Regions from separate parts of the Mus musculus genome. Here region 1 is linked to region 2. The links are chromatin contacts, called in public Micro-C maps. All regions are on one chromosome and are shown on one strand. The core of a region is the stretch at or near the end of the contact, and the rest is flanking DNA. Distances in the headings are between cores, read along the strand shown. Region 1 has its middle 92 kb from the start of Gm52259. Region 2 has its middle 15 kb from the start of Gm52259.

Region 1 (6,040 bases), core at 124-2,623, 79 kb before region 2:
AAACAAAATGCCCTTCAGTATCTGTTGTACCTAAATCCGTCATACTCCCTAAGAGAACGAGTACTGCATAAATACATTCGGTGTCCAGCTCCACAGGTTCAACCTTCAATTACCTATTTCTGGACAGCATTCTTACCTTTATGTCAGGGCTCACTTTCATACTACTCAACTATCTTTCTTTCTCTCTCTTTCTTCTTTCTTTCCTTCTTTCTTTCTTTCTTTCTTTCTTTCTTTCTTTCTTTCTTCCTTTCTTTTTGGTTTTTCGAGACAGGGTTTCTCTGTATAGCCCTGGCTGTCCTGGAACTCACTTAGTAGACCAGGCTGTCCTCGAACTCAGAAATCTGCCTGCCTCTGTCTCCCAAGTGCTGGGATTAAAGGTGTGCGCCACCACCCCCCGGCTTAACTCTATTTTTTTTTTTATACATTTGAAAACTATATTCAATAACAAACATGTAAAAAGCAACTCAAGCTTTTTTCTTAAGATGTATTCCAATCTGCTTTCTCAATTTTCATGGCAAACATGGAGTACTTGCATTGTGCAATATTTGCTAGCTTAATTGATCACTTTAAAGAAGCCTACTGAAGTTGATTTTGCGTTCCAGAGTAAAGTTATTCAAATGCTCAAATTTTTAGTATGAATTAGAAAGCAAAACTTCCAAGGAACATGGAGGTTTAAGATTATGTCTGAGAAGTAAATGTAATTAAATTGATGAAGCAGTTGGAATAGTGATGTTCATGCTCTATCATTACCCCAATAGCCCACCTCAAGCCACGTCACGTTAAGAGATGATATATAATGCTCAGGGCATTGATAAACAGATTTGTCTCTATGAGTTAAATCGTTATCCTGCAGCCTCGAGACTTGCAGAGTCCCTTAGAAATTTTCCCAGTTTAATTTATAAAGCAAAAAAATACTTTTTTTTTTTAAACTCCTCACTCCATCAGCTTCAGGAACTGGCTGACCAGCAGCTTCTCATCCCTCTTTGAGATACTCTGTGGAATTTGAACATTGGGTCCACCCACGACTTCAAGACTTTGATCTCTGTGGTGCCTGAGATCATTCTTTCTTGGGTCTGGTCTTCCTCTCCATCAGTCCTATTTCATAGTCTGTATTTTAATTTCTCTACTGCATTCCAGCAGCCGCGTACCCACACTGAAGAAATCCCCTCCAGCCACAGGGCCGCCTTTCTCGGGCCTCTCATAATTGACCGTTCTCACTCAAGCCCTTTGTGCCCCCTTCACATCCCGCTCTTTATCCCCTCTTTGCTCAGCCAAGAATTTTCAGATTCCTGGGGCGACTTTGTGGCACTATGACCAATGCTGGTCCCAGCTCTGGTCTTCCTGTCCTCTTCACCCCTTGACTTAGTGGCTGGCAAATTTCCAAGGGCAGTGAAATCCAGCCCTTCACCCTCCCATCCCATAGCAGCTGTCTAGAAAAATTCCTCTGCTCCGTGAACGGATATCAATTCCAATCTCTGTTTCCTAATCTCTAATGGGCACTTAACACTCGTGAAGATAACCAGTTCAGTTTGTAAGCTCCAGAGACCGTACACACCTCTTTTCCGTCTCAGGATACTCCTCCTCAGCCTACACTGTCCCCCTTTCCGTGTTATATAAAGGCCAATGAGGAGAGTTGAGCATGCCCTCAAAACCCACTTCACCAAGCATCTGCTTCTGAACTGGAGGCAATGTTATCTTCCTGTCCGTTACACAGAGCTGCTTTTTATTGTCTAAAAGAAGCTCTATGATCAGAAGAAACTTTTATCTATTGATTCCTACACACTTAGCTTCTCTCTCCCTATACCAAGGTTTTTCTCAGGTCTCAATATTGCCAACAACACCATAAAATGCAAACAAGAAGACTAGTCCTCTGACTTTCCCTTCTTTTGTTAATCTACCTTAGTTGGATTTTAACCCCTTCCCTTCCGCTTTACTAAAATTCTACTTAGAAATGTCTCTCCGTGATCAGAATGGTCTAGTATTGAAGCTTCAGTATGCTTGCATAGTTTTCCTTCCTTTCACAGCTTTCTCACTGAGGCTCTGTAACTCCACCCACTTCTGATTATCTTCTAACCGAAGGTCATTTCTTCTCAAGCACCATTAGCCCCTGCTCTCAACACTAAAAAACAGCTTATGCTCCAGGGAGGAGGGATGCCTGGTGGAGGTGGGTGGCGGTTCTCTCAGAGGCAAAGAGGAGAGGGAGGAGATGAAGAGTTCTGGGAGGGGGACCAGGGAGGGGGCAATATTTAGGATGTAAATAAATAAAATAATTAATTAAAAAATACAAAAACGGAGAGATGAAGGCAGACTTTGCTTGCCCCTGCCTGTAAATCCTAGCCATTTGGCATGCTGATTCAAGAGAATCAAAATGTTAAGGACTAGCTGGGTGTGGTGGCACATGCCTTTAATCCCAGCACTCAAGAGGCAGAGGCAGGCAGATTTGTGAGTTTGAGGCCAGCCTGGTCTACAAAGTGAGTTCCAGGACAGCCAGGGCTATACACAGAAAACCCTGTCTCGAAAAAACAAAAACAAAACAAAAATGTTAAGGACTGTCTGGGATACACAATGTGTTCAAGGCCAGTCTAGGAACGCTGTGAGGCTCTGACTCGAAATAAAAATTACAGAACAAACAAAGAGTGTGGAAACTACTCAGAGGTGAGGTGCTAGCACAGCATTGTGTGCCTGGATCCAGACACCAGCGCTGAAATGAAGGAGAAGGAGGAGGTAGTCTAGGAGTAGAGGCTTACTGAATTGAAGCTTTCTCAGGACTATGTGCACCATCGCCACATTAGGGGAGGTGGGTAGAGCAAAACAGTTCACACTGTGGCAAGCCAGCCAGGAAGCAGATGTCAGGGAGGTGCTAGAGCCTCACTGCCCTTCCCATGTTTCCCTCTTTCCTCTGACTAAGCCATTAGCGCACCTCAGTTAGTCTTCAACATTGAAACTGGCAGACATGCTTTGCCGGTCCCACAGGCGACCCTAAACACAGTCAAGCGATAGTAAAGGTCTGCTACCACAGACAACTCAGTGCTCACTACTATCAGATAAAACATACAAATTATTATAGTGTTTATCTCTTTCATGGTGTGTGTGTGTGTGTGTGTGTGTGTGTGTGCGTGTGTGTGTGTGTTTATTTACACATTAACACCACACATATGAATCTAACCGGACAATTTTTTCTTCCACCATGAAGACTAGAACTCAGACTATGAAGCATGGAGCCTTATGAGCATGTGTTTATCTTAGCAGCTCATTTTTGGTGGTTTTAAGTGTCTTCCTCCAAACTTCACTTAAATATACTTTTGCTTGTCAAGGTACAACTGGCCTTTATGTGCTCCCATTCAGACCTATGAACTGAAATACACTTTTATCCCATTTTCATCTCACATGAACAAACTTGGAAATATTTCCTACATATAATTCATGGGCATAATGTGGCAGGGGTGGGGGGCACATCCACGACACACATGAGGCCAGAAAAGAGCTCTGTGGAGTGGGTTCTCTCCCTTCACATTTCTGTTGTTTCCAGGAATGAAGTCAGGTCACCAGAAATAGGTGAAAATTGTCAATACCCATGGAGCCACCTCGCCGCCACTAACATTTGATTTTGTAAAATGAGTATGTTATGTCAGTCATAATTTTAAATCCTACCATAGATCATAAAGAAGAATAATACTCATTCTGATCTAGTTTGCATAAAATTCAGTAGTTGTGTACAGTGTTTTATTATAATCACAAGGTTGGGAACACTACTAGTGACATGCAAAGATAGCACAGGAACTATGGACTGTGTCGCTGTGGAGGTCGCTTTGTATGAGAAACTAATATGGTCTTCAATTACTTGTCCATTAGTGAGTATTGGATTTCTTCTTCTCCTTCTTTCCTCCTCCTCCTCCTCCTTCTCTTTCTCCTCCTGCTTTTTCTCCTTCTCCTCCTTCTTCTTCCTCCTCCTCTTCCCCATCTTTCTCCTCCTCCACCCTACTTCACCTCCTCCTTCATTCTCCTTTATGTTTTCATCTTACATGAACAAACTTGAAAATATTTCATGCATATAATTCTTGCACATACTGTGAATTATGCACCTCCTCCATCCTGCTATACCTCCTCCACCTCTTCCTTCACCTCCTCCTCCTCCTCCAACACCTCCTCTTCCTTCTCCTCTCTCCTCCTCCTTCTCCTCTTCCTTCTTCTTCTCTTCCTTCTTTTTCTGGGATATATCTATAGATGTTGTTATGAATTTTTAAAATATCCAATGTTCCTTTAAGTTTAAACTATAGTTATAAGTAGAATGAATGTTGGGTAAGTAATCAACTTTGTAGGATAATCAGTTTGTTCAATGTGCAAACATTCTCTGAAAAACACCAGAAGTCCAGATCCCATACTACCAATCCCTCTGGGATGTTATGTTTTCTATTCGCAAGTACAGCATGTGCTTGTTTTGAATGTTCAGTCACCCATCAGTCAGGGATATAGCTTGAGCAGCAGTGAACAGTCCTGGACTATCTCGCTTAAAATAAACAGGGGACTTAAGCAATGGTCAAAATATGTTCTCTGACATTAAAATGTAAAGATTTAGCTCAGAGATCAACAGACATTTTAATTTACATGCTCTCTCACTGTGGACCAAATATCAAATGTTTGAGGTTTTGCATGTCTTTTTGGTCACATTTGAAAGGACTGCTCACTGGATGAGTTCCAGTGCGGATTTATTTATGAACAGTGAAATTTAAATTTCATATAAATTGTACATGCCACTTTTTTTCATTGTTTCCAGGGACTTGAAAACCATTAAGCAGCTATGGACGTCGAAAGTAATTGGCAGTGGATGTTTGTCTAGTGTCCCACACTTTCTAAACCCTTGACCTAATCTCAGTAGTAAAAAGACCTTAAGCAAATACCTGTGACCAATACAGGAAAATTGTCAGTATCTTGTGGCCTAGACTCTGAGTGACTGCAGCGATCTGCAATTATTTTATGAATATCAATAGTGTATCTTAAGTTTAACAACTGAAGTGTAATAGATCCTTTTATTGCTGCCTCTCAGAAGATATCCATGTTGATAGTTATAAGATGCCCCCACCCCTGTTTCCGGTTTCTAACCCTTAGCTTGGATAATTGGGTTTACTGCATACTATGGGAACCTGGAAAATGGCAATTCTCAGAGACAATTCTTTTCTGGCAGTCACTCAAGAATCCCAAGTGCGAGCCCTTTCTTTTCCCCTCTGCAAGCAACTGACATTCAAACCTAAAGGGGAGAAAATGCGAGGGGACACCATTCTGGGGAGTAGAGCAGTAAACCTCCCTCCTGGGCTGTAGCCCATCTGGTAGGCAATTTGCCAACGAAATTGTATGAAATACTGCAACCATGAAAGGACCCCGGTCCTGCAGACAGCTTCATCTGTTACTTAGCTCATTCCCTTGAGTTATTGTACACTCTTTGATGCACAGTCTCCTGAAAGGTAGATAGATATTCAGACAGGTGGACTGATCACCTTGTGTTGTCATGAAAGGAAAAGATGAAATCCAATTAATATTACTTTGATAGACAAAACCTGGGTCAAGAGAAAACCTCGGAAGATGAGTTTATGAAAATCATCAACTAGGTTATATTTTGAAGTATTTAAGTGCTTAAAAATAAGCTCCTCAAACAAGAAATGTTTGCCTTGAATTCATGGAAGTTCGAGTTTCTTCAGTTGTAAATTGTAGTTCACTTTCTCAGCATAAAAATCCCCACAGTAGACAACGGGATTGGTTTTATTTTATTTATTTATTTTTAAATTATAGAAGCTAAGAAACATGAATTCATTGTCTAGATTGGGAAATCTTTCTTATTTGTTCACCGTCTGTGGACTGAATGATATTAACTTCCAGCCTGAATTTAACGTGCCATGTGAAGCCTTGAATTTCGTCTACAATCTTTAAAAGAAAAATCAGTTGAATAAATAAATGATCATTTGAAGTGTACCAATGAAATAGGAATATTAATTACATCCTAAGTAGCCATTCCTTTAATTCATTTAACCTCATATTATGTGCTGTA
Region 2 (5,511 bases), core at 1,403-3,902:
CTTGCACTCCCCTGTACTGGGGCATATAAAGTTTGCGTGTCCAATGGGCCTCTCTTTCCAGTGATGGCCGACTAGGCCATCTTTTGATACATATGCAGCTAGAGTCTCGAGCTCCAGGGTACTGGTTAGTTCATAAGGTTGTTCCACCTATAGGGTTGCAGATCCCTTTAGCTCCTTGGGTACTTTCTCTAGCTCCTCCATTGGGAGCCCTGTGGTCCACCCATTAGCTGACTGTGAGCATCCACTTCTGTGTTTGCTAGGCATAGTCTCACAAGAGACAGCTACATCTGGGTCCTTTCGATAAAATCTTGCTAGTGTATGCAATGGTGTCAGCGTTTGGATGCTTATTATGGGGTGGATCCCTGGATATGGCAGTCTCTACATGGTCCATCCTTTCGTCTCAGCTCCAAACTTTGTCTCTGTAACTCCTTTCCATGGGTGTTTTGTTCCCACTTCTAAGGAGGGGCATAGTGTCCACACTTCAGTCTTCATTTTTCTTGAGTTTCATGTGTTTAGCAAAGTGGGCCTATTATTGCTTGCCTTCAATGCTTTGAAAGTTAGACCTTGGTGGTCAGCCTCAGGAGGGAGAAGTATCTAAATAAGGGAGTAGACCTTTGTGACTAGTTTTAGGAATGTAATCAATCGTTCAGAAAGGAGGAGGGAAAGGGAGAGAGGTAAGGGTTTTCAGAGCCATATTTACAATGCTCAGGCCTTACATGAGTACTTCACTATTTCAAGTGTTTGGGTCATATATGAAGCCTAAGAAGAAGGAAGACCAAAATGTGGATGCTTCAGTGCTTTTTAGAAGGGTAAACAAAATACTCAGGAAGAAATATGGAGACAAGTGTGGGGCAGAGACAGAAGGAAGGGCCATCCAGAGACTGCCCCACCTGGGATCCATCCCATATGCAATCACCAAATCTGGAAGCTATCGTGGATGCTAGGAAGTGCTTGCTGATGGAAGCCTGATATGGCTGTCTCTGGAAAGGCTCTGCCAGAGCATGACATACAGAGGCAGAAGCTCGAAGCCAACCATTGGACTGAGCTTGAGGGTCCCTGATGGAGGAATTAGAGAAGGAACTGAAAGAGCTGGAGGGTTTTGCAGCCCCATGGAGGGAGCAACAGTGTCAACAGGTCAGATCTCCCAGAGATCCCAGGGACTGGGTCACCAACCAAAGAATACACATGGAGAGACCCATGGCGCTGGCCATATATGTGGCAGAGGATGGCCTTGTTGGACATCATTGGGAGGAGAGGCTCTTGATCCTGAGGGTGTTTGATGCTTCAGTGTAGGGGAATGCCAGGACAGGAGGACAGTAGTGGGTGGGTGGGTGGGTGAGCACCCTCATAGAGGCGAGGCGGGGGTGCAGATGGGATTGGGGGTTTCCAAAGGGGAGACCTGGAAAGGGGAAAACATTTGAAATGTAAATAAGGAAAATGTCCAATCAAAAAATAAAAATAAAATCAAAAAAGAAAAGAAATAAAAACTGAGAGAGAAAGAGAACTTAAATCTGAAATTATAAACTCTTACAAACATACATATCTGTGTAAATAAATGCCTAGAATTGGTTTCCAAATGGCAACAATAGTAATAGCGCAAACTACAAGTAGGATATAATATTTTCTGAGGTTTATATCCTAGAACTCATATATTAAAATCCAACCAGTAAAACAATTAGGGTAGTCATCAGAATTTGTAAATTTCAGCAAAAGCTATTACACTGTTTTTGATTTTTGTCCTGAAGAATTTTATTATGAATATCCTATTTTTTAACCTTCATGGATTTACTCAACATAAAGTTCATAGTTGTGGTGACTGATCTTGGTTGTCAAGTTGACTGTATATAATAATAACAACAAAGACAATAAGTAAAAAGTTAAAAACAAAAATAAAAACAAAACAAGCGTCTGGACATACCTTTGAAGGATTTCCTAAACTTAGATCATTTGAAGTGAGAAGACCCATCCTGATCATGTGCTACGCTTTTTGGTGGCAGCCTACATAAAAACACATAGAAAAAAGAAAAAAAAAAAAAAAAGGTTTTGACTGCTTGTCCACACTCTTTGTTTTGTTTTGCTTTTAATTGGTTGTTTTATTTATTTACATTTCAAATGTTATTCCCTTCCCAGTTCCCCTCCGAAAACCCCCTATTGCACCCCCTTTTACCTGCTTCTATGGGGTTGTGCTCTTCACCCTCCCACCCACTCCTGCCATCCATCACACATGCAGCCACCAAACCCAGTCACTATTATTGATGCCAAGAAGTGCCTGCAGACAGGAGCCTAATATCAATGTCTCCTGGGAGGCTCTGCTAGAGCCTTACCAATACAGATGAAGATGTTTGCAGCCAACCATCAGACTGAGCACAGGACCCCAGTGGAGGAGTTAGGGGAAGGACTGAAGGAGCTGAAGGGGTTTGCCCACACTCCTCCTGACAAGTTCATCTGGACTGATCATGAAACATTCCTTCACCGGAATTAGAACCTACCCCAGGATCCCAAACCTCTTGAGAATTCCAACAAAGACTGAAGACAGACAGCTCTCTGGGTCTTCCCTGGGACTGGGAGTCCAGCACTGGGCTGGGACACCCAGTGTTTTAGACTGTATGACTACTTAATCCTTGATCTTTGCATCAGGAGACAGCTGTTGTTAGATGACTCAAACTGCAGCTTGTAAAGCACTGTAATAAATCCCAACCTGTTGAGCCGACTGCAGGCTGTGTACTATACCCAAGATTTTATAGCTTTTGGGAGCTGTCATCCATGATGGGCTGTGCTCTGGTAATGCAGCTGTCTTTGAGTCATTCTGTTCCTGTATATAACCCTCACCTTTACTCCTAAGTATCTCCAACAAAATTCTCATTTCATTGGACTTCAGTGGTATGTCATAATATACAGAGATAGAATTTTTCTTCATCTAAGTTCTGTTTCTTTAGAGAACACTGACTAAAACAGAAATCAATAACAATGACTTGTGTTGTGCAAAATTGCTAAAGAATTAGGACTATCTGCTTCACCACACATAAAAGAGATAAGTATACAAGTTAATTCATATGCTAAATAGATAGATGTAGTCCTTACGCTGTGTAAATACATTTCAAAACAGCATGTTATAAATTTTAAGATTCCTTTTGTTTATTTGTTTAAGATGACATCGATTTTTAACATCTTTAAAGTCTTCTAAAATAATTGTGATAGCTCACTGCTGCACAAAAATTTCCATTACTTATAATTTCCCAATGAAGATTATAAATATATAGTATCCAAATCACATCATGGATTTTTCTTGTTGCTTATATTGAATTCTAAAACATAAGCATCAACTTGAGAGCCATTTTTGGTGAAGCTATGAACAATCAACACAGTTAGTGTGGCCTCAGTTTCATTTCCAAGAAAAATAAAATAATTCTATTAATTCTATAAAGATGAAGCATCTCTTATTGATTTCTATTCACTAGATCTACTCTAACACTCTTCATAGATACATAAATCCTTAGTTTGTGGGATTGTAAGACTTTATAACAATTGGCATCTAGTGGACCCTCTTATTTAACAGTTGAAATAATTATAATGTCTACATAAAACGCTTTGTCTATGTTGTATAGCCAACATTTTTCTTTGGTATCTTAAATGAAGCATGTTAAATTCCAGCAATAGTTTTATCTGTATTTCATCAGTTTTCTGAACTTTCCAAGTTTTTGGGGTATCTGCACAGAAAAACGTGTATTTTACTTAACATAAATTTTAATTTGCTTAACATTTGATAGCAATTTAATATATTCAAATATGAAATTTGCCCCTAAGACTGTTCAGTTGTATACAGCATGGTTCCTTCAGGTGTCTCTCTAACATTGCATGTTGCTGGACTCCATCTTAATCAGACAATAATTCAATACTAAATTTTCCATAATTTATTCTTTTTAGATTTGGTACCGGGAACATACACATCTGTATAAATCAGTAAACAAAACTGTCCCTTGAGTCTTCATTAATTAAACAAACAGAAATTAGTCAGACACTAACAACCAATAGAAGAAACTGCCAGTACATTGAAAAAGAAACTACATATTACGCTCTTTCTGCTGGTCTCAATTACATTATTCACAGTGAATTACATTATTCACTCTTTGCGTATGCTTGTGCAGTCTGGTCTTGGACAGGAATTAACATAATCACCTGTTCTCTTTGAAATGCTACTTCTGGTGTGGAACTTTCTTATTGACATATATAGTTTCATATTAATTTTACAACTGACCTTAAGTACTTTTCTGAAAACTATAACTTAAAACTCTCTGCTAATATCGAGATACCTAGACATATCACCACCTAGAATAATACTGCTCACTTATGCAGGAATGTCTGAATCTAGATATTTGAACATTCTGGAAAATTTAAGATATGTATTGCATTTCAAGTACAGTATCTTTTTTTATTTCTGGGCTTGTAGCATTATGGATGTCTGATTAGAAGTAATCAAATGAGTAAATCATTGGCAAAATTTTCAGTTAAACATTTCCTCAAAAATTATGATAGTACAGTTTGTTTAGATGGACCATGTTTACTTTCTGGAAACTGAGGGGCTTTTCATAGGCATGGAGCAATAAAGAAGATAAAAATTAACTTGTACTACTTGTCAAATCAAAAGTTTGAGTATGCCTCTCTCTCTCTCTCTCTCTCTCTCTCTCTCTCTCTCTCTCTCTTTGTGTGTGTGTGTGGTGTATGTGTGTGTGTAAAATTCAACATCTATGGGTACCTTGAGATATTTGAGTTTAGGTATGCATGAGAAACTTTACGAATTTTTAACATACATTGGCAGGACTCCAGGAGAACATTATAAATTCTCTAATGGAGAAACCACGTGTTTCTCATCTTGAGTGTAGTACAATTTTTGACACATAGTAGGCAGTTAAAAATATGTGTTGAATGGAAAACGACTAAATGGCTGAATGTTCTTAAGCACTCTGATGTAGCAGTTGGAGGGTATTTTTGGAACTGGGTGTGATGAATATAAGCACTGACTACAGCAGCAAAGATTTTTCCTTTCACAAAAGTCCAAGGGTTCTTGACAGGTATGCACATTCCCCGTAGTACCAAAAGGTTTTCTTGATGTTTTCTTAAATGTGTGCACCATGGAAAGGTTTGGTTAAATCTCAGAGAAGGACAATTACCTTTCTATTTGTTCCCCTTTAGTCTATGGCATGCTGACTTCTCCATCATTTAGCTACTATTTATAGCTTAGATATATGATGCCAATGATTGAAAGCACCTTTTTAAAAATAATTGTCACACTATTAAATTCTCATTTAACATATTTTGATCAGGTATTACCCACAAAACCAGAGAATATAGCTGTGATGTTATTGTTCATGTTAAGTCTAGATTAAAAAAAATTATCTAACACAGTTCATTCTATTTGTAACAGGGATAGATTTGAATTGGTCTTGCAAACTTTATATGCCTCAGTACAGGGGAACGCCAGGGCCAAGAAGTGGGAGTGGGTGGGTAGGGGAG

Evidence for each region. Hi-C and Micro-C count contacts between places; a contact is called where the count stands out from the background.
Region 1: a contact with region 2 is called in a Micro-C map of muscle stem cells, with 2.1 times the contacts expected there. The contact joins two enhancer-like sites. A contact is called at or near these places in 7 of 484 Hi-C or Micro-C datasets (3T3-L1-derived adipocytes, the C2C12 cell line, adipose-derived mesenchymal stem cells and 3 more).

What each region holds. Positions count from the first base shown.
Region 1 is chr16:66,000,149-66,006,188 of GRCm38.p6, reverse strand. No RefSeq gene overlaps it. Among named protein-coding and RNA genes, the nearest start is that of Gm52259, 92 kb to the right of the region's middle. Within about 2 kb of position 1,373, at least 7 of the 459 cell types and tissues checked have an H3K27ac peak or open chromatin away from gene starts, as enhancers often do. A contact at or near this core is called in muscle stem cells, where this site is marked.
Region 2 is chr16:65,923,367-65,928,877 of GRCm38.p6, reverse strand. No RefSeq gene overlaps it. Among named protein-coding and RNA genes, the nearest start is that of Gm52259, 15 kb to the right of the region's middle. Within about 2 kb of position 2,652, at least 3 of the 459 cell types and tissues checked have an H3K27ac peak or open chromatin away from gene starts, as enhancers often do. A contact at or near this core is called in muscle stem cells, where this site is marked.